Linked DNA regions of Mus musculus: regions 1, 2, 3, 4 and 6 are each linked to region 5. The links are chromatin contacts, called in public ChIA-PET and HiChIP or PLAC-seq maps. All regions are on one chromosome and are shown on one strand. Each heading gives the region's core, a stretch centred on a gene start, on an enhancer-like site or on the middle of the called end of the contact. The rest is flanking DNA. Distances are from core to core; before and after follow the strand shown.

What was found. ChIA-PET counts read pairs in DNA pulled down with a chosen protein or histone mark. HiChIP or PLAC-seq counts read pairs in DNA pulled down with a chosen protein or histone mark.
Region 1: a FOXA1 HiChIP or PLAC-seq map of pancreatic cancer cells shows a contact between it and region 5. The contact joins the promoter of Supt4a here to the promoter of Smg8 in region 5. A contact is called at or near these places in 2 of 39 promoter capture datasets (both in liver) and 1 of 115 datasets of contacts at active chromatin or transcription factors (pancreatic cancer cells).
Region 2: an H3K27ac HiChIP or PLAC-seq map of embryonic stem cells shows a contact between it and region 5, with 3 times the contacts expected there. The contact joins the enhancer-like site here to the promoter of Smg8 in region 5. A contact is called at or near these places in 15 of 39 promoter capture datasets (the C10 cell line, the HPC-7 cell line, HPC-7-derived erythroid cells and 10 more), 6 of 115 datasets of contacts at active chromatin or transcription factors (astrocytes, bone marrow-derived macrophages, embryonic forebrain and 2 more) and 4 of 9 other capture datasets (adipose tissue, embryonic stem cells, liver and 1 more).
Region 3: an H3K27ac HiChIP or PLAC-seq map of large pre-B cells shows a contact between it and region 5, with 4 times the contacts expected there. The contact joins the enhancer-like site here to the promoter of Smg8 in region 5. A contact is called at or near these places in 2 of 39 promoter capture datasets (hippocampal neurons and liver), 2 of 115 datasets of contacts at active chromatin or transcription factors (bone marrow-derived macrophages and large pre-B cells) and 1 of 9 other capture datasets (pancreatic islet).
Region 4: a contact with region 5 is called in an H3K4me3 HiChIP or PLAC-seq map of bone marrow-derived macrophages, with 5 times the contacts expected there. The contact joins the enhancer-like site here to the promoter of Smg8 in region 5. A contact is called at or near these places in 12 of 39 promoter capture datasets (3T3-L1-derived adipocytes, the C10 cell line, the HPC-7 cell line and 7 more), 1 of 15 datasets of contacts at CTCF or cohesin (large pre-B cells), 4 of 484 Hi-C or Micro-C datasets (CD8 T cells, pro-B cells, stem cell-derived neural stem cells and 1 more), 14 of 115 datasets of contacts at active chromatin or transcription factors (the 230-238 cell line, astrocytes, bone marrow-derived macrophages and 10 more) and 3 of 9 other capture datasets (adipose tissue, embryonic stem cells and macrophages).
Region 6: a contact with region 5 is called in an RNA polymerase II ChIA-PET map of memory CD8 T cells, with 19 read pairs. The contact joins the promoter of Tspoap1 here to the promoter of Smg8 in region 5. A contact is called at or near these places in 1 of 39 promoter capture datasets (liver) and 2 of 115 datasets of contacts at active chromatin or transcription factors (bone marrow-derived macrophages and memory CD8 T cells).

Annotation. Positions count from the first base shown.
Region 1 is chr11:87,735,929-87,739,627 of GRCm38.p6, reverse strand. Supt4a (SPT4A, DSIF elongation factor subunit) reads right to left here and starts at 2,077. Exons shown (of 5, transcript NM_009296.2): 1 at 1,960-2,077; 2 at 1,355-1,461. The coding sequence starts at 2,028.
Region 2 is chr11:86,499,850-86,503,897 of GRCm38.p6, reverse strand. Rps6kb1 (ribosomal protein S6 kinase, polypeptide 1) reads left to right here. Exons shown (of 15, transcript NM_001114334.2): 15 at 936-4,048. The coding sequence ends at 1,173. Among named protein-coding and RNA genes, the nearest start is that of Rnft1, 17 kb to the right of the region's middle. Within about 2 kb of position 2,722, at least 11 of the 459 cell types and tissues checked have an H3K27ac peak or open chromatin away from gene starts, as enhancers often do. A contact at or near this core is called in embryonic stem cells, where this site is marked.
Region 3 is chr11:86,230,627-86,234,644 of GRCm38.p6, reverse strand. Ints2 (integrator complex subunit 2) reads left to right here. Exons shown (of 25, transcript NM_027421.3): 14 at 1,386-1,562; 15 at 2,572-2,680. All of the region lies in intron 2 of Brip1os (BRCA1 interacting protein C-terminal helicase 1, opposite strand), which reads right to left. Among named protein-coding and RNA genes, the nearest start is that of Ints2, 25 kb to the left of the region's middle. Within about 2 kb of position 2,459, at least 19 of the 459 cell types and tissues checked have an H3K27ac peak or open chromatin away from gene starts, as enhancers often do.
Region 4 is chr11:86,568,179-86,571,814 of GRCm38.p6, reverse strand. It overlaps a transcript of Tubd1 not described here. Among named protein-coding and RNA genes, the nearest start is that of Mir21a, 14 kb to the left of the region's middle. Within about 2 kb of position 1,419, at least 115 of the 459 cell types and tissues checked have an H3K27ac peak or open chromatin away from gene starts, as enhancers often do. A contact at or near this core is called in 3T3-L1-derived adipocytes, the SN4741 cell line, adipose tissue and 7 more, where this site is marked.
Region 5 is chr11:87,085,004-87,088,786 of GRCm38.p6, reverse strand. It overlaps Smg8 (smg-8 homolog, nonsense mediated mRNA decay factor (C. elegans)), which reads left to right and starts at 2,010. Exons shown (of 4, transcript NM_024262.1): 1 at 2,010-3,783. The coding sequence starts at 2,034.
Region 6 is chr11:87,759,069-87,762,796 of GRCm38.p6, reverse strand. Tspoap1 (TSPO associated protein 1) reads right to left here and starts at 2,256. Exons shown (of 32, transcript NM_172449.2): 1 at 1,069-2,256; 2 at 253-360; 3 at 1-16. The coding sequence starts at 1,395.

The sequences.
Region 1 (3,699 bases), core at 828-3,327, 650 kb before region 5:
GGCTTTTTGTACATGGTAGTCATGTGTTCTTTGTATGTGGTAGTCACGTGTTCTACTGCTGTATCACACTTCCACCTCTCCAACATTAAAGATCTACACCTCGTACATCCCGTGTCAGGCATTAGGACATAACATAAACATAGTCTCAGCGATAATGGAGCAGACAAGAGTTGTGAAGCATTGTTAAATAGGACTACAGAAGAAGTACACACATTAAAAAAGTTCTCTTAAGCAGGGTGGTGGTGGCGCACACCTTTAATCCCAGCACTTGGGAGGCAGAGGCAGGCGGATTTCTAAGTTTGAGGCCAGCCTGGTCTACAAAGTGAGTTCCAGGCCAGCCAGGGCTACACAGAGAAACCCTGTCTCGAGGTAAAAAAAAAAAAAAAGTCCTCTTAGCCACTACTTAAAACAATAAAGATGAAAATAACTTCAATATTTATTTTTTAATTTTTTTTTTGGTTTGAAATCCACCTGTCTCTGCCTCCCAAGTGCTGGGATTAAAGGCGTACGACACCACTTCCCTGCTTCAATATTTATTTTAATCAAATAACCCTAAAACATTGTTTCAATATTTAACTAATCTTTTAAAAATTCAGATCATTTGACATCCTTTTTCCTCACCCTGAATCTTTGTTTGCTGGTATGTATTTGACACTTAAGCATATTCGAATTTGAACTAGCCACATGTCAAGTACTCAGTAGCTACTGAAAGAAAGATGAAATTTCAAGACCTGTAAGTCATATAAAGTACTCAGAAATTGCTGGTTGTTTGTGAGCCTAGAGGCTGCCTGGGGCTGAGAAAAGAGAAAAACAAACCTGGGTATGCCCCATAGTTAAAACATTCCTGGGAACATCTTGACCATAAGATAAAGGGGAATGTGAGGACATAACAGGGCTATCTGAACTGAGTCAACTACTCACAGAACTCTGACACCCTGCACGTACATGTAATCTTTCTGTTAATGTTTGAATAAGCCAATAGTGTGTCGCTATGCTCAATTCCACACCCCTAAGCCCCTTACCCCATAAAACCCCCAAGCTTTCGAGCCTCGTGGCCGGCATCCGTTATCTCCTGTGTGGGATACATGTCGGTCCGGAGCTCCGTAATTAAACGTCCTCATGTAATTACAGCAAGATGGGTCCTCGTGTTTCTTTGGGTGCTCTCACACTCCTGAGACTAGAGCGGGGGTCCCCGAAAGGGGGTCTTACACTACAAAAGTTTACAGCTACTGGGCTGGACACATAGACTAGCTCTCAGAACTGCTGAGACCAGCTAGTCTTATGACCTCAAAAATCTATCCCATATTAACTTTCTGGGTGCAGAAGTAAACAAAGGCGCGTGAAAGGGGCTTACCCATCAAATGAAGAGCTGGTGCAGTCATAAACCATCTCTCTGTTGCCCTTCATTTGTAGGTATGCATCGCAATTGTCACACCCATCATATTCGAACTGGTCTATAGTCTGGAAAGAAAAAAAAAAAGCAAGTATGAGCATGAACAACGCCTTAATATTTCAACAAAGCCAACCTCTTCGTTTTCTATACAACCCAACACCCTCTCCTCTCCAAACTGTTCCTAAACTCCACCCTCATACCTTTTTGCTCGCGTCCCTAATTCAGCTTACATATTTTCTAGCCTCTTTGGGGTCAGGTACCCTCTCCTGCTACTCTCTCGGCTGCTCTGGCTCCTAGTGTCTTTCCAGTCCACCACAGCAAGTTCACCGAACGTCTGTCGGGGAGACAAACTTGTGCTCAGTTATGCCGAGAACTGCAACGCAGCCCCCAGTAGGCACAGCCACCCGGCTCGCGTTCCGTGGACGGAAACAACGGCTCCCTTAGGCTTTCGGGCTTCCCACTCCCCGAATCTCAGAGCCTTCCTTTCCTGTGTCTGGCCCCATTTCACCCTCTTTCTCCCGTTTCGCCTCCCCGATCGCTCCTACAACCAAGGCCCCAACGGACACCTTGACTAACGAGCACAGCAAACAAGCCCGCAGATGCCGCAGGTCCTTTGGTACCGTCTCCAGGGCCATCCTCACCGATACGACAACACAGGTTCCTCCAGCCGCAGGAAGTAAACAGACCATTACCCAGAATGCCAGACGCGTCGGGCACGCAGCTTCCGCTTCCGGTGCCGGCCATCGCAGGCCCCGCCCCTCCCTCCCCGTGGAGAAGATGGTTCCTCCCGCGGGAGCGCTGGGCGGGGCCGCCCGGTCACCTGGGCCGCGCGCGCGCCCGTCACCTGGTTCGCGAGAGCGAGCGGAAGACGGCGCGCGCGCTGGGAGCTGATGCGCCCGTAGGGGCGGGGCAGCTGGGGGAGGTTGGAGCATGCGCAGGAAGCGTGGAGCGGGGCGACTGGCGGGACTGCGCCTCGCGACGCGGGCCTTTTGATGGAGCCCAAAATGCTCTGGCCTGAGTGCTCTTCAGACTCCCGAGGAAAACCTAGATTGTTTTGTCTGCTTGTTTTATTTTGTTTGCTCATTTATTGAGACAATGCTAATTCCTAAGTTGGCCTCTGAGTACGGGACGGTGATCTTGAACTCCTGATCTTCCTGCCTTCACTTTCGGAGTTCTGGGATTATGGGCGCGCACCACCACGCCCGGGTATTTGACTTTTTGACACAAGCCCCTCGTCTCAGTGTCCGGAATGCTCAGAATACAAGCCCGCCGCTTCGCGCTAGGTTGTTTTAAGGCTCGAGGCAATGAGTCTTGCCTTTCTGGACGCCTGCAGAGACAAAAACCCGACGAGGCCCCACCCCTTCTTGTAACTGGGAGAGCGTGATAGGGTTTCGTTTGCGGTCCCCAGGAATGCTAGCTTGAGCCGTGCCGACGGGGAAAGGGGAGGCGTGTTGGATAGAGGGAAACGCGTATTTAATTCCTCCTAAAAGCCTCTCGATTGCGCGCCTGGCTCATAATTTACGCTTTGTAAAACTCTCGGCACATTTAGACATAATTCCATGGGAACATCTGTGGATTAGGTATCTCACTTCTCATACTCTAACCCCACCCCAGCTGCCAATGTGCTTACTGTGTAGGACACAAAATTCCTCCTTGTCTCCTTAAATGGCACCGAGATAATATCCTGAGCAAACCATACAGAAATACGAGGTCTGGTGCGGTGTGAACAGAGCAAAGGCTCTTGGAATGTAGGCAAAAGCCTGGTCATTTGTGTTTATCTGAATTGGAGCGCTGGGATATAAATAGTTGCAATCCCGCTGTTCTGTCCTTCCAGCCCTTCTCATTGAAACTGAGGGACAGCAAGACTGATTCTAGGCTTTATCCCAAACTGCATCCACATGGGGTTCAGTGACTGGGTTTTAGATACTTTCTAGCACCGGGAAATCTCTTTTCAGTTTGGAATACATTTTCACTGTGCTATCTCATGTAAGCCTTCTATCATCTCTGAAGGAGGATCATTTTATTTATGGTAAAAGGCAGGTATCCTGCTGAGGAGCTGGCTCAGGACCCACCACATATAAGTGGGATTTGATGGTCTGCTACTCTAACCATAGCACTGGGGGCCAGAGATAGGCAGATCCCAGGGACTCCAGGCAAGTTCAAGTGAGAGGCCCTTGTTGTTTGTATGTTTGTTTGTTTGTTTGTTTTGAAAGTCTTTATTCTGTAGCTCGGGCTGTCCTGGCACTTGCTGTATCGATTAGGCTGCCCTCACACTCCTGTGAGTGCATGCACGTGTATGCACACAT
Region 2 (4,048 bases), core at 1,473-3,972, 590 kb after region 5:
ATAGCTCTGGCTGTCCTGGAACTCACTTTGTAGACCAGGCTGGCCTCGAACTCAGAAATCTGCCTGCCTCTGCCTCCCGAGTGCTGGGATTAAAGGCGTGCGCCACCACGCCCGGCTGGAAAACATTTTTTTTTAAGCCTAGAAGAATATAGCTTAAGAAATGCATGTAAGTTACACAAATAAAAAGTTCTGTCATATCTGCCTAATATAGGCATAACATCTACTCACACCAAGTATCCTCTTTATGCATTTATCAACATGTTATATATGCTGCATAGTATATGTATAATACATGTAATACAGACTTGTTCCTTCCTGACAGAAATATACACACATCTATGTACCTACCAAGTTATGTCAAGTGTACCCGCATATGTTACACATACATTTTTTTAAAAAGGGTGGTAGTAGAAAGCAGAGAAAAAATGAGGAGGCTTCCATTACCTATGGGCAACATGGTCTCCCTGGTGAAGTAACTTCTAAGAAAAAGGAAAAAGCTAGCTTTGCAAACAAACAAAAAAAAAGTACCAAGTATTGCAGGCAGAACAGCAGCCAGGACAACGAACGCCCCTGGGGAGGGGAGCATGCTTTTTGGAAATAAGAAGTCAGAGTTCTTGGAATGTGGTAAATAAGGAAAATGGCCAGCAAATTGGGAAAGTATTTTAAGTGCAATAGGAAGTCATTTTTAAGTGGGAGAGTAAAATGAGTTAACAGTATATGTCATTAAGGGCTTAAAGGTCAAGTGTAGAGGTAAAGAGGCCAGTTTGGACACACTAGCTATTAGCCTAGGGGAAAGATGGTTGAAGCTCTGCCTTTGAGACAGTCCACATGAAAATAAAATAAGGTCACATTACCCTTCCCTTTAAACATGAGAAATACTTCTTGTTAAGATGATCATTGAGACAAATGAATGATAGCTCTTCCTTGTCTTAAAGCCCAGTCAAATTCTCTCCTGGGGATTTCTGGGGACGAGGTGCTTCAGCCAGCACGGCAAATCCTCAGACCCCTGTGGAATACCCAATGGAAACAAGTGGGATAGAGCAGATGGATGTGACAGTGAGCGGGGAAGCATCAGCGCCACTTCCAATCCGACAACCCAACTCCGGGCCGTACAAAAAACAAGCTTTTCCTATGATCTCCAAACGGCCAGAGCACCTGCGGATGAATCTATGATGAAACAATGCTTTTATTAATGCAAAATCAAAAAGGAAACAAATCCGGGAAGGGGATGTGTGAGCATCCTGCAATATAAAAACAAGAATAAAATGGCAGTCTCAAAGAGTCAGTGTCATTACCTGGAATGCTTTCGATGGAGGAAAAAATAAACATGGATTTTAAAAAATCAATCAAAAATGGTGCAAAAAAAAAAATAAACCCACAAAAAACTCAAGCAAAATAGTATTGTGGAATCCACAGACACATCAGCTGACTGGTTCCTATCCTAGCAACATCTCGGCGTTCGCAAGGGTTCTCATGCTGATGGCTGCAAACTGACAGTATTAAGGGTAGGATGTTGCTTCGGAATCACCGTTGAAATCTGATGATGTCAAATAAGGGTTATCCTAATAGGCAAAGTTTGAGATTGCCTGTAATACTTGCAACTAAGGACAAATTAGCATGCAAGCTTTGTCAAACTTTTTCCAGCAACACAGAATCAAAGACAAAAGAAACTTTATCGATTGATGTTTTACGTGCAAACAACCTGAATCTTTTTTTTATATAAATATATATTTTTCAAATAGATTTTTGATTCAGCTCATTATGAAAAACATCCCAAACTTTAAAATGCGAAGTTATTGGTTGGTGTGAAGAAAGCCAGCTTCTGTCTTCTCTTGATGAAATAAAATGCAAATGATCATTGTTAACCACAGCTGTGGCTTGTCTGAGGGCCTGGGGTGGACCTGGGGTGTTTTTTTAATCTTTTTGTTTTAGTAACCTAGCTGCAATACTTGTCTGTAATACTAGGGGGGAAAAGTCTGTTTAATCATTTTTACTTGCAGTACTGCTGTGTGTTTGGCGTAACTGCAAGCCTTGGGACAGGCAGAAGTTGTATGATCTACATTGCATCCTTGTCCTGGGCCTGCACTACACTGGAAACAGTATCACCACCTGTTCTTATACCAGTATTTGAGTCAAGCCTTGGTCGAGGAGGGACAGAAGAGAATCAGGCTAAAGTGCATAAAGAGGGCAGTAAGCGGGGGAGATAGACCTGCAGGGGAGAGGGTGTTGCCACGGGCGTCTCTCTCGACTCTTTACAGCACATTGGTGTGGTTCTAGGTTTACTTTGTACTGTTATGCTGTTTACCTTCCTTAACAATTTTCTTTTTTGAGAATCTAAAAAAGAAAAAAATGGTGTTTTTTTCCCCTCCTGCACTGGGGCTACATTTTTCACTTATAAAAATATTTGATGGCCTTTTGATGAATGTCTTCCATAACGAATAAGAAAACCTAGTGGCTTAATTTAGGAAACATGTTAACAAGACACTGTTTTTGAAATTGTAACAAAGTCAACATAAGTGATTTACAGGTACAAAGAATAAAAATAAAGGTAACTTTACCTTTCTTAAATACTTCCTGCCTTAAGGAGCATTTCCATGACTAGCTGGTGAAAGGGTTTAATATCTGCAGAGCTTTATAAAATATACTGCAGTGCATACTGGTCTAGGTAGATGGTCACACAGTGAGTCCTGTCACGCCACTCTGTTGGTCTTTTTTGTCTTGGTAATAGTTGCAGCCCTTGGGTTTCTTTATGCAGATGCTCTTGCTGTGTTCCTCAAAGGATCCAAGCCATAAAATTCTTTATGCATGTCACAGTCAGGATTGACCCAGACCTTGCTTATTCAAATTGTAATTGAAGTGAGATGGGAAGAAATGTTAACAGTGAGCAAAAATAGAACCTTGAGAGGCTGGAGAGATGACTCAGCAGTTAAGAACTCTGGCTACTTTTCCAGAGGTCCTGAGTTCAATCCCAGCACCCACATGATAGCTTACATCTATAAACTGTAGTCTCGTTGGATCAAATGTTCTCTTACATGCACATGTGCAGACAAAACATCCACATACATAAAAATCTTAAAAAAAAAAAACAAAAAAAAAAAACCAGAGCCATGGCAGATGACTGGAAATACTGCCCTTCAATTGTGGCAGCAAACGTCCATCTGGACAGAGAATTTCTTTTTTTATCATTTAAATGGTCATTCCTGATTCTCTTGACTGTAGCAGCATTTTGAGAACTTCATAATTGTAGCAGTAAATTAGGAGCTGCAGTAATGATTAAGAATGTTCTTCATTCTTTGAGAGTTTGTGGTATCTTAAAAAATAGAACCCCTCAAAAAACCTATGGCAATGCATTATAGGAATCATTTCAGACTGCAAATGGCTTGTGCTACTCTGATATCTGTTTCTAAATGTGTTTACTAACTATAGCGTTGACTGCCTGGCCAAATTCCAATAAAACTTTTACACTAAATGATTCCTCCTTAGCCCTAGTTGCTAGTAATATGTGCACTGTGACCACCCCATAAACTGTTAATAAACTGTTCATAGAATTACTGCCAGCAATAGTGGCAAATATCGCAACGTTTTTGTGTAGAACGCATTAATTGTACACCTTCTGTCGACTTCCATCTACACAAATATATAGCTTTTCTATCACAACATTAAGTGAAATTGATGCTGTGGCAAGTTTATTGAGAAACTTTCATAAATGGATATCCCTACTATGACTGTGAAAACATGTCAGGTGTCACATGAGTGTCACAGACAGAAAGCACATGCCTATGCAATATGGCCTACTCTGTATTTATTTGTAAAAACTGAAGCATAATTTAAAGTGTATATCAATACTACTCTGAGTTTCTAAGAGAGGTGTTCATGCTTGTACCAGGTAAGTGAATAAAAAAAAAGATTAAGTGCTTTTTCTTTCATTACTTGATTATTTTCTTTAAAATCAGCTATTACAGGATATTTTTTTATTTTCTACATTCTGTTTTTTAATTAATATGTACTCACTGAACTGAAATTTACTAAATTTGTTTTATAAGGTTTG
Region 3 (4,018 bases), core at 1,210-3,709, 850 kb after region 5:
TGTAACTCAGGTCTCTCCCACTAGTTCTTAGTTTGTTTACTATAGTTCTTTCCTGTGGTTTGTGTGTGCATATATATATATATATATATATATATATATATATATATATACATATATATGTATATATATGCCAGCACCCACATGGCAGCTCACAACTGTGTGTAACTCCCAGATCTGACACCCTCACACAGACATACATTCAGGCAAAACAACAATGAATGTTAAAAAAAACAAAACCCAACTTCAATTTTTTAAAACAATTTTATAACTTGTAATGTTGTAAGCTAACTTACTAGGTAATAAGTTACTACTATAAGTAGCTAGTTACTAGTTATTTATATAGTTTATTATTTCTAAGAACTGAACTTGAGGTTCAGGGCTGGAGAGGTGGCTCAGTGGTTAAGAGCACTGGCTGCTCTTCCAGAGGATCCAGGGGTTCCACCCAACTTCAAATTTTTAAAGCAGTATTATAACTTTTTTACAAAATGTATAATATTATATTCCATATAATAGCATGCTTTTACATTTTTTGTTTGATACAAAATGTATCAAACAAATGCAAGCTGGTCTTGAACTTGAGTTGTAGCTGAGGCTCACAGTGAATTCTTGATCTTCTGCTTTTCCCATCCTAAGTGCTAAGGGTAATAGGTGCGCACTAATATGGCTGGCCCATTCTCTAAATTTTACTGTTGCTGTTTGCAAATTTGTCACCAGCATAGCCAGTGCCTAACTTATGTTTTCAGTTTTTTAATATTTGGTTATATCAAAGGGTTAAAAGGTCTCTTAATGAGAAATCTGAAATACAGAAGGTAAGTAAATGTTTTTTGAACCTGTTATAAAAGCCTTTTTTACTTAAAAAGAGCAATGAGCAGTTTATATGTGACATATCTTGTTAGGTGCCCTTTTGACGCTTTTGGCGATTTAGTGATATTAATTTTTAGCTACGTTGCATCTTTTGCTTCTTTTTGTGCTTTTATTGAGTAAGACAGTTATGGATTAAGAGTCCAGATACACACCTTGAAGTTTTGCATGTCTCCTCACCACTAGGTAAGTGGTATCCCATATTAGTTCTTTTCTAGTCTCTGGAGAAATATCCCTCTGCTGGGAAGTCTTCCATGACACACAGAGAGCTTTAGATAGAGACAGTAGGGAAGGTTCAGAAACACAGTAAACCCAGAGCCAGGCTGCTCACCGTCTTAGGCGTATCTTTCAGGAGACAGTGTTTTTGGTTAAATGATAGACTGATTAGGAAAAGAGGTGTAGTATATTTTAGCTCCCCAAACTACTGGTCAGTAGTACATTGATCTGAGGAACATGGCAAAGCTATATGTGTTCTACGGTGTTGATCTTTTTTTTTTCCAATCGCCTCAATTTTTTTCTTGTAGGACTGGATTTACAGACAGCTATGTGAAACTTCCACTCCACTCCACCCTCAGCTCCTTCCTCTGATTGATGTGTACATAAACTCCATACTCACTCCTGCGTCTAAGTCTAACCCTGAAGCCACGAACCAGCCGGTCACTGAGCAGGAGATCCTGAACCTTTTCCAGGAGGTCATCGGGGTAAATAAAACAATAGTCCTTTCACCTGTCACAGCTCGGCCTCAGTCCGTCTTTATTCCTTAGAAGTCTTATAGGTAATTCTGATTTCCAAATAAGATTCATATGTGCTATGCACACTTGCACATATGCACACATAAATGAGATTAAATTTTATTAGCTTACTAATAAAAATTATATAATAATATTAGTTCCAAGTAATTTGACAAACAGCACTTTTTGAAGATTTTATATATATATATATGTATATATATATATGTGTGTGTAAAATTTAAATATATATATAATTTAAAATGATTAAATTATATGTATCTATATATATCTGTAAATATATATCTTAAATATATAGTTTTGAGACAGTGTCTCACTTTGTAGCCTGGGTAGTCGCAAACTCATCATTTTGCTGAGTCAGCTTCCTGAATACTGGACTAACAGGCTTGCCCCACCGTGCGCAGCACAAGGAGTTGTTTTGAAGCCTCCTGTTAAAGTTTAATGGGTGCCTTGAAGATAGGTATTTGCTAAAGGCCTGTGGGATATTTCAACCTGTCCAACGTGGTGGGTGCTCTTTAGTTTCCTGGAAATTGAGAATACACCTGGATTCAATTATGGAAAGTTTGATAAAAATTTTTTTCCTCATTTTGTTAGGGAAAAATAGCAGTTTTCACAGACACAGTTTAATGTACAGGATTTTTTTTGTGAATTGTTTTCTTCATAGTAATTTCAGATAGAACTTTGATTCCTGAAAGTCTTTCAGAAGCAGCCTGGTGGGAGTACTACTGAGAAGTAGAAGCTGAAGTCTTGTGACATTTCCCCTCATCTGAAATTGAGGAGAGGATGTTTCCTTTTGCCTGTCATGCATGCCCTTCAAGGTTCAGTGAAGCTTGAAGTTGTCTCAGACTGCAGTGAACCCAGCAGTCCTGCTCTCGGTCTAGCTGGGCTGATGCAGCAGCACTGGATGATCTCTCTTATGCGCTTGCTGTTCAGTGTTTTCACCGTTTTTGTATCACCTCAGGGAGACAGCGTCCGCCTTACCCAGCGCTTCAGTATCACAGCGCAGCTTCTGGTGCTCTACTATATCCTGTCTTACGAGGAAGCTCTCCTGGCGAACACAAAGACGCTAGGTAAGCGGCACGGGGCCGAGCCTCTCCAGTAGTAACTTCCTGATAGTGAGTGGGTCAGAGCCCATCCATGGAAGTCCAGTGAATAGGCAGCAGTGAGATGCTAGGGCCTTCAGATGATTTGTATCATATCATGGGACTGAGGTAGTCTTTGGTGTTTACTTTAGTGAATCAAATTTGAGAGAGAGGAAGGCTAACTTAGAGGGTTTGGACAATGGCATAAATTAGTTTGGACATTAGATAGGTTCTCAGCAATGGAGTATAGAGGATATCAAGGAGATAGGGGTTGTAGATACCAAAGGAGATTTCAAAGAGGACTTAGTGAGGTCTGCTGTCTGAGCTCTGTTGGATGAACCTGAATGAGGAAGTAAAATGAGGACTAGTGTTCACCCAAGGGCTGCACATAGCATGTGGAGGTTAGTTTGCTGTAGAATGGTAGGATGAAGACCAAATGTAATGAATTCAGAAGGGAGCTGGAGGACCCAGTGCTATAGACCATGAGAAGAGACTGCTTTGGGGAGTTGCCAAGGGAAAGAGAAGTGATGCGGTAACTGAAGTGAATAAGGTCAGGAAGCGACTTGAAAATTATTTGTGTGTGTGAGTGCCTGTGTATGTAAGTACACCACAGGTACGGTGCCCACTGATCTTCTGGAATTAAGAGTGCAAGCAGGGGGCTGGCGAGATGGCTCAGCAGGTAAGAGCACTGACTGCTCTTCCAAAGGTCCTGAGTTCAAATCCCAGCAACCACATGGTGGCTCACAACCACCCACAGTGAGATCTGACGCCCTCTTCTGGTGCATCTGAAGTCAGCTACAGCATACTTATGTATAATTATAAATAAATCTTAAAAAAAAAAAAAAAAGAGTGCAAGCAGTTGTGAGTCACTGATGTGGGTGCTAATGCTCTCAATCACCTCTCCATCTCTCTAGCCCTGAATTTTTAAGATGAAAAAGAGACATGTTATTCTCTTGCTATTGAGAGGTGTGTCCTGCAGAGAGGGGTTGTTGAAGCCAGTCTCTGCAGTTACATCCTTGATGAATAGGAAGAGATGAGAGAGAAGACCTTTTCCTGGTAGGAAACACCCTGGTTAGGCGGTTTTCTCTGGTCTAGTTTTTGTCTTCCAAGGGTGTAAAGAACTTCACGCCATTGTTGAGAGGTTTTTGTCAGTAGCCAAAAGATTATTTGCCCCAAATATATTCTTACCTGTGATATTATGTGTAATCTCAGCACTTCACTTTTGGTTTTATTCTTATAAGAAACATTAGCAGCCACCTGCTAGATATAGAAGCTAGGACAGGAACTCTGAAATCTGAGGTAGAATCACATATTAGATTGTGATAG
Region 4 (3,636 bases), core at 170-2,669, 520 kb after region 5:
CCAGCTGTGGACTCATGGGGAGGCACAGTGGGAGAGACATATGGAGCATGTTTTAAAACAAAACGTTGGACGAGAATTCAAGCGAGTGATAAACATGGTGGCCAGAAGAGGAATCGCTGGTATGCATGCTGCGAAGCCATCCCGAGTCAGAGCAGACATTGCAACATTCAAAGGCCAGGCCAGCAAGCCCTACTGTTGTTCTTTCTGGAACTACATTCTTTTCCATTAAAAGGTGGGGGGGGGGGGAGTTGTGTATATAAACAATCAAAAGCGGTAATTAGGAAGCCAGAATCGTAGCTTCATACAACCAAGGAAACCCTGCATTGCAAGCATTCCATCCCCCTGCAGTACTGAGCCAGCATCCATAACTCCTCACTGGATGCCTCGAAGAAGTCGCTGGACTGGCTGAGAGCAGGAAGTGAGGGGGGAGGGAGGAATGAAAGAAAGGCTTTACAAATGATGGACCTGTCACTGCTGTGGGGAAGGGGAGTCCAAAGCTGGAAGGGAGGCAGAGTGCAGGAAAGAGATGGCTTCTGTAGTTTAAAGAAAAAGGTCGGCTCACACCACACTCCCTGCCCTGGGGTGCATCCTCGCCCGCCCGGAGTCCAGGCTGGTGCACCTGCCTAAGCCTCCTGAAGGCAGGTGTGTGCTGCCATGCTTGGCTTCAAAATTACATTTCAGGTGTTTTCTGTATCTACCCAGGGGTTTGGACTTCTGTTTTCTGCCTGGTAGGTACATTTCGCATCTTAAATTCTGAAGCTTTAACTTGGGCTTCCTGTGAATCGTGTTGGTTTGCTTTGGTTTGACGAGGGCAGGGGCATCACAATATATTGCCAGGGTTGACTTCAGTCCAGGACTCAACTGATTTCCCCTGATCTAGCCTCCTCTACAGCTGGAGGTATAGGAGGCATAAGCACACGTCTCCACATCTGGTCCCCAATGTTAATTTGTGTAAAAACTGCAACTCTAATAAAAAAAAAAGTCATAAAAATTCTTAAAACACTATTTTCCATGTAAATGTTTAAAACAAGCTTTAGATATTTTGGTATTCACATATGTCAACTAATTGAGTCCTTGGGAAAAAAGAAAAAGGTCACACACAAGGATGTGGCCTGGGTGCCCGTTGGAGTTTCAAATAGTCACCTGCTGTTGATTACAGGGCTTTCAAATAAAAATACCTTCACCCCATTTGTACCTCATGAATTCCTGTCTCAAATGTCAAGTGATTTCAACTTCTGACTTCTCTCGTGTGCATTCCTTCTGGCAAGATTTTCCTGAGTCAGCTTGCCCCCAGCGAGGTCATGCAGCCACGGGTCTGCCTTAGCCTTGGTATCAACTGGGAAGTTAAGGCCTTGGATGTGTCCAGGGCTGAACGGGTTTGTCTTGTGAGAATTATGATCTAATTATTTCTCAAGTATATTTAACAGAATGCAGCCAGTGGGGTGTGCCTTCTAGCAGCTGAACAGACCACTGTCTACATTCTTTCGAAATAAGATATGGTCCAGTATTTTAAACCATGGCAACAGTCGATAAGAAAAACAGCGAAACGGTAATCATTTCCATATGGAGAGAAAGCAGGGAGCTGTCGCTTTGGTTTTTTTTTTTTTTTTTTTTTCCCATGCAACAATAAGTCAGGACTGGTAGACTGGGTAGAAATAGCCAGTGCTTCTATTTTGCTCTTATTTTATATTGTTTGATACACTGTTCCCCTCACACTTACTGTCACATTTTATGCAGCTGTGGTTCCTGTGTCTTTCTTTGTTAATTCCACCTTTTTGTTTTGTTTTTCAAGACAGGGTTTCTTTGCTTCCCTGGCTGTCCTAGAACTCACTCTGTAGACCAGGCTGTCCTGGAACTCACAGCAATTTGCCTCTGCTTCTCTGCCGCTGCTCTGCCTGTGGGATTAAAGTTGCGTGACACCACCACCTGGCTGTGAGATTCTTACTGAAGGGCTGACAGGATGGCTAACCTGGCAAAGGTGCCCTCCATGAAGTCTTATGAGCTGACCGTGGGCCTCTGGACACAGAGTCAACTCCTCCAAGATAGCACAAGCATGCCCATGCATGTACACACACTCACTCACTCACACAAACAGATATAATTCAAATTTGCCACAAAGCATGTAAACTTCCTTCTATAGCAGCTCAAAACCTAGTAGTCTTGCTGGGCAGTGGTGATAAACTTCTTTAATCCCAGCACTCAAAAGGCAGAGACAGGCAGCTCTCTTGAGTTCTGAGTTAGAAGTCAGCCTAGTCTATAGACAAAGTTCCAGGACAGCTAAAGCTACACAGAGAAACACTGTCTCAAAAAAAATAAAATAAAATAAAATAAAAAGTCATGGTGACACACACCTTTGATCCCAGCATACAGGAGGCAGAGGCAGGTGGATCTCTGTGTGTTTGCAGCCTAGTCTACAAAGTGAGTACCGGGACAGTCAGGGCTTTGCAGAGAAACCGAGTCTCAATCAATCAATCAATCAACCCCACCCCCACCCCCACCCCCTCCAAAAGGTACACAATTATCACATTTACCTGTTACTTTAAAAAAAAAAAAAAAAAGCTGGGTATGGTAGCCCAACCTTCAATCCCAACACTCAGGAGGCAGAGGCAGTTGGATCTCTTGAGTTTGAGATCAATCTGATCTACAGTTCAAGGCTAGCCAGGACTGCAGAGTGAGACCCTGTCTCAAAATAAATATTTCACTAATGTGTGTGGGGGCATGCACACACATACCACGGCACAATTGTGATCAGAGGAGTAGCTTCTCTTTGCCCATCACGTAGGTCCAGGGAGGAGTCTCAGTTGTCAGGCTTGGCAGCAAGTGCTTTTACCTGATGAGCCATGTCTCCAGCACCTGGCTCTGGTGTCTGAGACAAGGTCTTGCCGTGTGTATACCCTGTCTGACCTGGAGCTTGGTGTGTGCTCAAGGCTGCCCATTGCTCCTGATCCTCTTACCTCCCTCTCCCAAGAACTAGGATTCCAGCCATTTGCCACACCTTCTGCATTTCTTCTTTCCTTTCCCTTCCCCTTCTCTCTCCCTCTCCCTCTCCCTCTCTTTTTTTCTTTTTTCCTAGAACTCCAAACTGAACAGATCCTCCTGCCCCAGTCACCTGAGTGCTTCAGTCCAGGGCACAGCTGCACCTGGCCTTTTTAAAAATGGCTACATAGAGGATCTCACTGTCTTCAGAACCGATGGCCACAGTGTAGTATTTGACAACATCTCCCTCTTGTGGTTCAGAGCAATCATTTTCAAAGGCAAATATATTTACAGAATTGTAATTCTCAGACCCAAGTAGAGTGGTTCACTTCATTGCTTAACAAGTACAGTGCTTGCCGGGCATGGTGGAGCGCACCTTTAATCCAAGCATTTGGGAGGCAGAGGCAGGCAAATTTCTGAGTCGAGGCCAGCCTGGTCTACAGAGTAAGTTCCAGGACAGCCAGGGCTACACAGAGAAACCCTGTTTCAAAAAAGCAAAGAAAAAAACAAAAAACCAAGTACAGTGCTTACCACTTTGGAAGCTGATGCTGAGGCTGGAGTATCACAGCAAGTTCCAGGCCATCTTGGACTACAGAGACCCTGTCTAAAAAACAGAAACAAACAAAAAACCACTCTGGAGCCCGAGAGATGGCTCAGGGG
Region 5 (3,783 bases), core at 761-3,260:
GCAAGTGCTCTAACCACAGGGTACACTCCCATCCTAAAGAACTCTTTAAAAAGACCTATCACAGCTCTATGCACAGTGAGTACTCTGTGTTTATGCTGTTATATTGCTACTATTTGACTTTCTAAGTAAGATTTCCATGAATGTAAGTGACCACCACCACCTCCTCCTCCTTCTCCTCCTCCTCCTCCTCCTCCTCCTCCTCCTCCTCCTCCTCCTCCTTCATTTTTCCTTCGAGACAGGGTTTCACTGTAACTGTCCTGGAACTCACTTTGTAGACTAGGCTAGCCTCAAACTCAGAAATTCGCCTGCCTCTGCATCCCGAGTGCTGAGATTAAAGGCATGTGCCACCATACTCGGCTTAAGTGACCTACTTCTATGTCTAGCTTAAAACCATAAGTATTGTAAGAAGTGAAAAGCATGGATGGTATACATCTGTAATGCCAGCACTTGGGGTGTGAAGATAGACCAATCAGGAGGGACAAGAGTTCCAGGGCAATTGAACCTACAATGGGTTGGGGAGGGAGAAGGAGAAAGAAAGAATCTATTACAAATGTAGTCAGTGGTAGAGCACTTGCCTAGCATTCACAAAGACATGAATTAGATCCCCAGCAACACACACGCACACTTATTCATATTTCCACTATGCTAAATTATTAGATTAATTTTCCACAATTGGTTTGTTTGTTTGTTTGAGACAGAGTTCCTCTGGGTAGCCTTGGCTGTCCTGGAACTCAGTCTGTTGGCCAGGCTGGCCTCAAATTCAGTTCAGAGATCCACCTGCCTCTGCCTCCCTAGAATTTTCTACAATTCTTTTGTTGATGTTTATCTTTTTGTTTTGAAACAGATTTTTTTATTTTTTGGTTTTTCGAGACAGAGTTTCTCTGTGTAGCTCTGGCTGTCCTGTAGACCAGGTTGGCCTTGAACTCAGAAATCCGCCTGCCTCTGCCTCCGGAGTGCTGGGATTAAAGGAGCGTGCCACCACGACTTACAGTTTTCTTACAGTTCAGACTGGCATTGAATTTGAGACATAGCTCAGGATGATCTTGAACTTCTAATCATTCTGGCACCTCCCAAGTGCTGGGTTTGCAGCATGGGCCACTATACCCAGTTTATACTGGTGCTGAGGATAGAACACAGGACTTCCTGCATACTAGACACGTAGCTCTCCACCTCCACGTCTTCTATTTCTTAAAGATTAATTTTGGAGTGTGTGTGTGTGTGTGTGTGTGTGTGTGTGTGTGTGTGTGTGTTTTGCAGGCCATGGGTGCTGCAAAACAAGAGCTCCTTTTCTCTGTAAGAGCAATATCTGAATGTTGGAATCACAGAAGTGCAACAATGTGTTTGGTGCTCTCGCTCCTCCCTCCTGTCCTTTCTTTTTTGTTTTCTTTTCTTTATGGAGACAGGGTCTTGGTATGTTATCAGGCTAGCACAGCTGCTGTGCTCAAGAATCCTTCTTCCTTGCTGGGTGGTAGTGGTGCATGCTTTTAATCGCAGCATTTAAGAGGTAGAATGGGGGCATGGGGGAGAAAGGAGGAAAGGAAGAAAGGAAGGAAGGAAGGAAGGAAGGAAGTTAGGAAGGAAGGAGAGGGAGAGAGAGAGGAGAGGGAGGGAGGAAAGGAGGAAGGAGGAAGGAAGAAAGAAAGAAAGAAAGAAAGAAAGAAAGAAAGAAAGAAAGAAAAAGAAATTAAGAAATTCTCCTGCCTCAGTCTTCAGAAAAGGTGAGAGTATGATCAACCACCCACGCTGAGCTGTTAGAAGAATCAGTTGGAACTGTTGTGGGTTTTGGCGTATTCTTTAAAACTGAAACGGCAACCAATCTAGCTTTCGATATCTTAAACTCGAGTTGAGTAAACGTAGCGCTAAGACCTTGCAAGGGACACGAAAAGGCAAAGGGGTGGAAGGGAGTGTTGGGGGGAGGGACAGACACCCGGAACTCAAGGACTAACAGGCGGAGGAGGGATTTCACAATAGGACCGGGTGGGTTGGGATCAGCGAGGGACCGGAAGAACGCTAGAGGAAGCTCTTTCTCCGCCATGGCGGGGCCGGTCAGCTTGCGCGAGCTGCTCATGGGGGCGTCGGCCTGGCTGGGCTCTGAGAGTCCTGGAGGCCCCTCCGCTGAAGGCGGGGGAAACGCGGCTGGCACGCCCGAGCCCCCGTGGAGGGAGGATGAGATCTGCGTGGTGGGAATCTTCGGCAAGACGGCTCTGCGCCTCAACTCCGAGAAGTTCTCTCTGGTGAATACTGTGTGCGATCGACAGGTTTTCCCACTCTTTCACCATCAGGATCCTGGAGATCCAGGAACTGGAATCAAGACCAAAGCTGTCTCTGTCGGAGAGGCGGGAGGAGCCGGAGACCCCGGGGCTGCAGCCGGGGATTCACTTCGCGGAGGTATGGCTACGGCGGAAGGTAACCGAGCTGAGCCAGGTCCCCAGGACTTCAGTCTTTTGCAGGCCTATTACAATCAGGAAAGCAAAGTTCTGTATCTTATTCTCACTTCCATCTGTGACAACTCACAGCTTCTGCGTGCTTGTCGGGCCCTCCAGAGCGGTGAAGCCGGAGGGGGCCTCTCTTTACCTCATGCAGAAACACACGAGTTCTGGAAGCATCAGGAGAAGTTACAGTGTCTCAGCCTCCTTTACCTCTTCTCTGTCTGTCATATCTTGCTCCTGGTCCATCCGACGTGTTCCTTTGACATCACTTATGATCGTGTATTCAGAGCCCTGGATGGACTGAGACAGAAAGTACTACCCCTCCTCAAAACAGCCATTAAGGATTGCCCAGTTGGCAAAGACTGGAAGTTAAACTGCCGACCTTGCCCACCTAGACTCCTCTTCCTCTTTCAACTCAATGGGGCCCTTAAGGTGGAACCGCCTCGGAGCCAGGATACAGCTCATCCAGATAAACCCAAGAAGCACTCTCCCAAAAGAAGGCTGCAGCATGCCCTGGAGGACCAGATCTATAGAATCTTTCGCAAGAGTCGAGTCTTGACTAATCAGAGTATCAACTGCCTCTTTACGGTACCTGCCAACCAAGCTTTTGTGTACATAGTCCCCGGAAGCCAGGAGGAGGACCCAATTGGCATGTTGCTGGACCAGCTTAGGAGCCATTGTACCGTGAAAGACCCAGAATCGTTGTTGGTGCCCGCACCCCTTTCTGGACCTAGGCGGTACCAAGCGATGAGACAGCACAGCCGCCAACAGCTCTCCTTCCACATTGATAGCAGCACCTCGAGTTCTTCAGGCCAGCTAGTGGATTTCACTCTTCGAGAATTCCTGTGGCAGCACGTGGAGCTGGTCCTAAGCAAAAAAGGTTTTGATGACAGTGTGGGCAGGAACCCACAGCCTTCCCATTTTGAACTGCCCACTTACCAGAAGTGGATCTCTGCAGCAGCAAAGTTGTATGAAGTGGCTATCGATGGGAAGGAAGAGGACTTGGGCTCCCCCACTGGGGAGCTAACATCTAAGATTTTAAGCAGTATTAAAGTCTTAGAAGGGTTTTTGGATATAGACACAAAATTCTCGGAAAACCGGTGCCAAAAAGCTTTACCCATGGCTCATAGTGCCTACCAGTCAAACTTGCCGCATAATTACACCATGACAGTCCATAAGAATCAGCTTGCTCAGGCTCTTCGGGTATACAGTCAGCATGCTCGAGGTCCAGCCTTTCACAAATATGCCATGCAATTACACGAAGACTGCTACAAATTTTGGAGCAATGGCCATCAGCTGTGCGAAGAGAGGAGCTTGACTGACCAACACTGTGTCCACAAATTTCATTCCTTAC
Region 6 (3,728 bases), core at 1,007-3,506, 670 kb before region 5:
GGAAGCTGCTTTTTCTCTGACAAGGAGTCAGCCAGAGTTGGACTGTGTAGGGAGAATCCCACAGACCCATTCCTACTACCCAAAGCCCTAGGCTGGAGCCTGGGCACACAGTGAGATCCTTGGCAGTGTTAAGCAAGGGTCCACTGGGGTTGGGGCATGGGGTTATGTCACCCGTGGGTGCCTCCCTCCTTGGAGAGAATGTTTATAGGCTGATCGGGGGTGCTGAGGGAAACCTCACTCCCCAGGCCTCACCAGCATCTGGTTTTCCTCCTTCAGGATGGTACAGCGCTGCTGCAGCTCTCCCAGGGCCCTTAGCAGCTCCAGATTAGGCCTGTCCCCGAAGCCTATGTTGAACTTGGCCTGGCATAGGGAAGGACCGGGTACGGTGTCTCAGAAACCTACTCAACCTAGCCGGAGTCTTCCGTGTGCAACATCGCCACTCTATAACCCAAGGGGTGAACAGGTTCTCTCTTGTGTCCCAGGCCTTCAGAGAGGGGTGCTACCAGGACCTAAGGAGAAGGGACAGGCCCATCCTCCATGCCTTCATGCCTTCAGCGGCAGCCTCACACCATTCTGGGGCATTTCCTGCTCTTCCTCTATGCTTGCCTTTCTACCCCACAGCCTTTTAGGTAATGGCAGATCAAACTCCCTCCCCATCCGTCTAGACATCTTGGGTCTGTAGAGTCCCCTGCCCTCCACTAAAGTCCTGCTTCCTTCATCCTCTCCAGTAGCTAGCTCACTCACACCCACCCACAACAAAATCTTCCTTGGCTCAGCCCAGCACCAAGCCCACCTCCACACCCCCCAGCATACCAAGATTCCCCCCAGACAGACTCGTGGTGGAAGAGACCTAACATAATCAGAAAGAGACACATGTACCCACACTGAGGGCCAGAGCCAGAGAGAACAGAGCGAGGCCACTTAGATTCCCGTCCAAGGAAGGAAGGACAGATAATCACACAGGCAGACTCACAGACAGAGAGAGACAGAGACAGAGACAAGAAATGTGGGCAGTGGGACTACAGATTATGGCCAGTCCATCTTGCAGCCCTCTCCATCCTCTCTTACCTTATAAGCCTGTGCCTCCTCCTCCTCCAGCCCGGAACAGCTGTACCCAGGGCTCTCTGCTTGCTGCCCCAGCTTAGGCAGCCCGGTCTCTGTTGCTTCAGGATCAGTATTTCCGACAGGTCCAGGGCTATGAGCTCCCTCAGGCTTGGAACTCTCTTCAAACCTCAATCCTTTAACCTGCAGAGCTGTCGGAGTACCAGCAATGCTTGGAGATGCATCTCCAGGTTTGCACCCCTGGCCCTGAGTCCAGTGCTGCCAGGCAGGCAGTGCCCATGGCTCCATGGCTCCAAGGTCTCCAAGCCGTGGGAGGGTTGTCAGTTGCTCCATGGTTTCGGCAAGGGGCCCCCGAACCTGGACCTGGGGACATCACCAGCGGGAAGACTGACAAGGGTCATGCCAGACTAGACCATTCTCCCTGTAAGTGTTTGGCTTCACCGAGTCCATCAGAGGTTGGCTGAGCTCTTCCCACCCACGAAGGAGGGTTCAGAAGGTATCGGGGTTGCCAGACTGGAGCTGGGGTTTGCTCATGGTTCTCTCTCTCTCTCTTGTGTGTGTGTGTGTGTGTGTACGGGGTGTGTGTGGGGGGGTGAGAGACCACCACCAGGAGTGCCTGGCTGAAGGTATATATGTACGTGTGCCTCCAGGTCTGTCCCTGCAGGTCAGTGATGTTTTATTATGTGATTGGAGGATGAATACTCCGACTTGTGTATGTTGAGAAGGGTGGTGCTATGTGTCACTGTCTGTGCCTATTTAAGAGTTACCAGTTGTTTCTGCGTGGGGGTAGGGGCTGTCTGTATTGCAGGGCTGTGGCAGTGTGTGATGCTGTCGCCGGTCCTGTCTCAGTGTTGTAAAGCCCGGTGTATCTGTAGTGGCGTGTGTCTTTCAGTGTCTGTGAGTCTGGCCACCCATCACGACCACTCTGCCTGGAAAGGGTCCGCAGGAGTTCCTGGGAATGATCCCCAGTGATCCACTGTGGTCCTTTATCTCCAGCTTTTCTCTCCGCTGGCTGCCGCCGATCAGTTGCTTGCTGGGTGGCTGGGCGGTCCTAAGGAGGCCTGGGTCGATGGGCGGCTTGCCTCATAGTCTCTGCCTCAGCTAGTCTCAGCTCGAGGGACTGCAAGGGTCCCTCGCGGTCCCGGAGCTCCCCAAATGAGATGGTGGGCACGAAGGAGGGCAGAGCCTCAGAATGGGGAGTGGGGAGCAGGGGAGCATCATCATCCCTCCCTTCCCCCTCCTCCTCCCCTCCTGCCCACCAATAGGAAGTCAGCTGCTGGTTTCCATGACGATGGAGCTGGACTGGTGGGCTGGACCGGCAGGCAAGCTGGCAGGGTCGGGACAGTGGAAAGAGCAGGTTCCTTACTGGATGGTAGGTTAGAAAGCTACCCCCTCCGGACCCCCCAACATGGCCTCTTCATCCCCTTGACCCCACAGACCCTCACTTCCAGGGTGCAGAGGAAAGGGAGTAGAGACAGTCCTCTCCTTTCAGGCAAGACTGATGGGGATAGAACAATGTGACAGAGACCTAGCTGTAGAAAAGGACAGAGCTGAAATGGTGGGATTTGGAATAAAACAAAGAAATAAAAGTCTGAAAATAGAAAGACGAGCAAAAGGACAGAGTGTTGAAATAGGCTGAAAAACGACTTCAGCTTCCCCATGGCAGATCACATTTGGGGGACAGCCCAGCCTTCACAGGCTAGCAGGAGAGATCATAAGACAGGACCTTTTGGGCTGATTTTCCCTCAACCATCAGGAAGTTCATCTTCTGTCTAGCATTAGGCTTTATTTATTTACTTGCTATGAAAAAAAAATGGCTTTTGGGAACAAGGACATAGGAATTGCCCCAACCTAGGTGTCTGCCTGTATGTGGGGCACCTAGATCTCGAGAGATAAGAATGTTGCTCCTAGACGCAAGACAAGCCAAGGTCGAGGGCCCTCATGTGGCACCCCTATGGAATAGCAGCTAAAGCATAGAGAACACCCCCCACCCAGACAGTAGGCTCCACCCAGGCCAGAGCCAATGGAACTGGGTAGGGGTTGGAGTTGCATAAGAGAGAAGGTAACATTCATTTCTCTAAAGCAGTCTAAACATCAGTACACATGCTATGTCATGTAACTTTCAGTCAGCATGCATATGCATGTCATATTACATGTATGTATAGAAGAGTATGCATAGTATGTCTGTGTATACATGGAGATCACTGCATGTATGTGTGCTATTTTGTCTATGAATCTCATTGGATATATATCTGTGCATGGTTTTGTGTCATTGTATGTCTATTTGCTACAATGTCTATGTGCATGCAATTACGTATGAGTTTATCATTGCATTTTGCTATAAATCACAGATATCATGCCATTATACAGCACTAACACATTATGACATACATTGTCATATAATAATGTACAATGGCATACAATGATCTATGTACATGATAAACTTGCCTGGCATGATGTGCACGCAGTCTCTGTATATATATTCTCACCCCTCCATGCCTAAGGGGACTGTCTATAAGATCATCTCAGGATACCCCACTAAGTTCTCAAATGCTTAAGTCCTTTTATGTAAGGTGATGAAATATCCGCCCATGGCTTATACACATCCTTCTGTATACCCAAGGTCTCTTGCATGCTAGGCAAGCACTCTACCACTAAACCATATC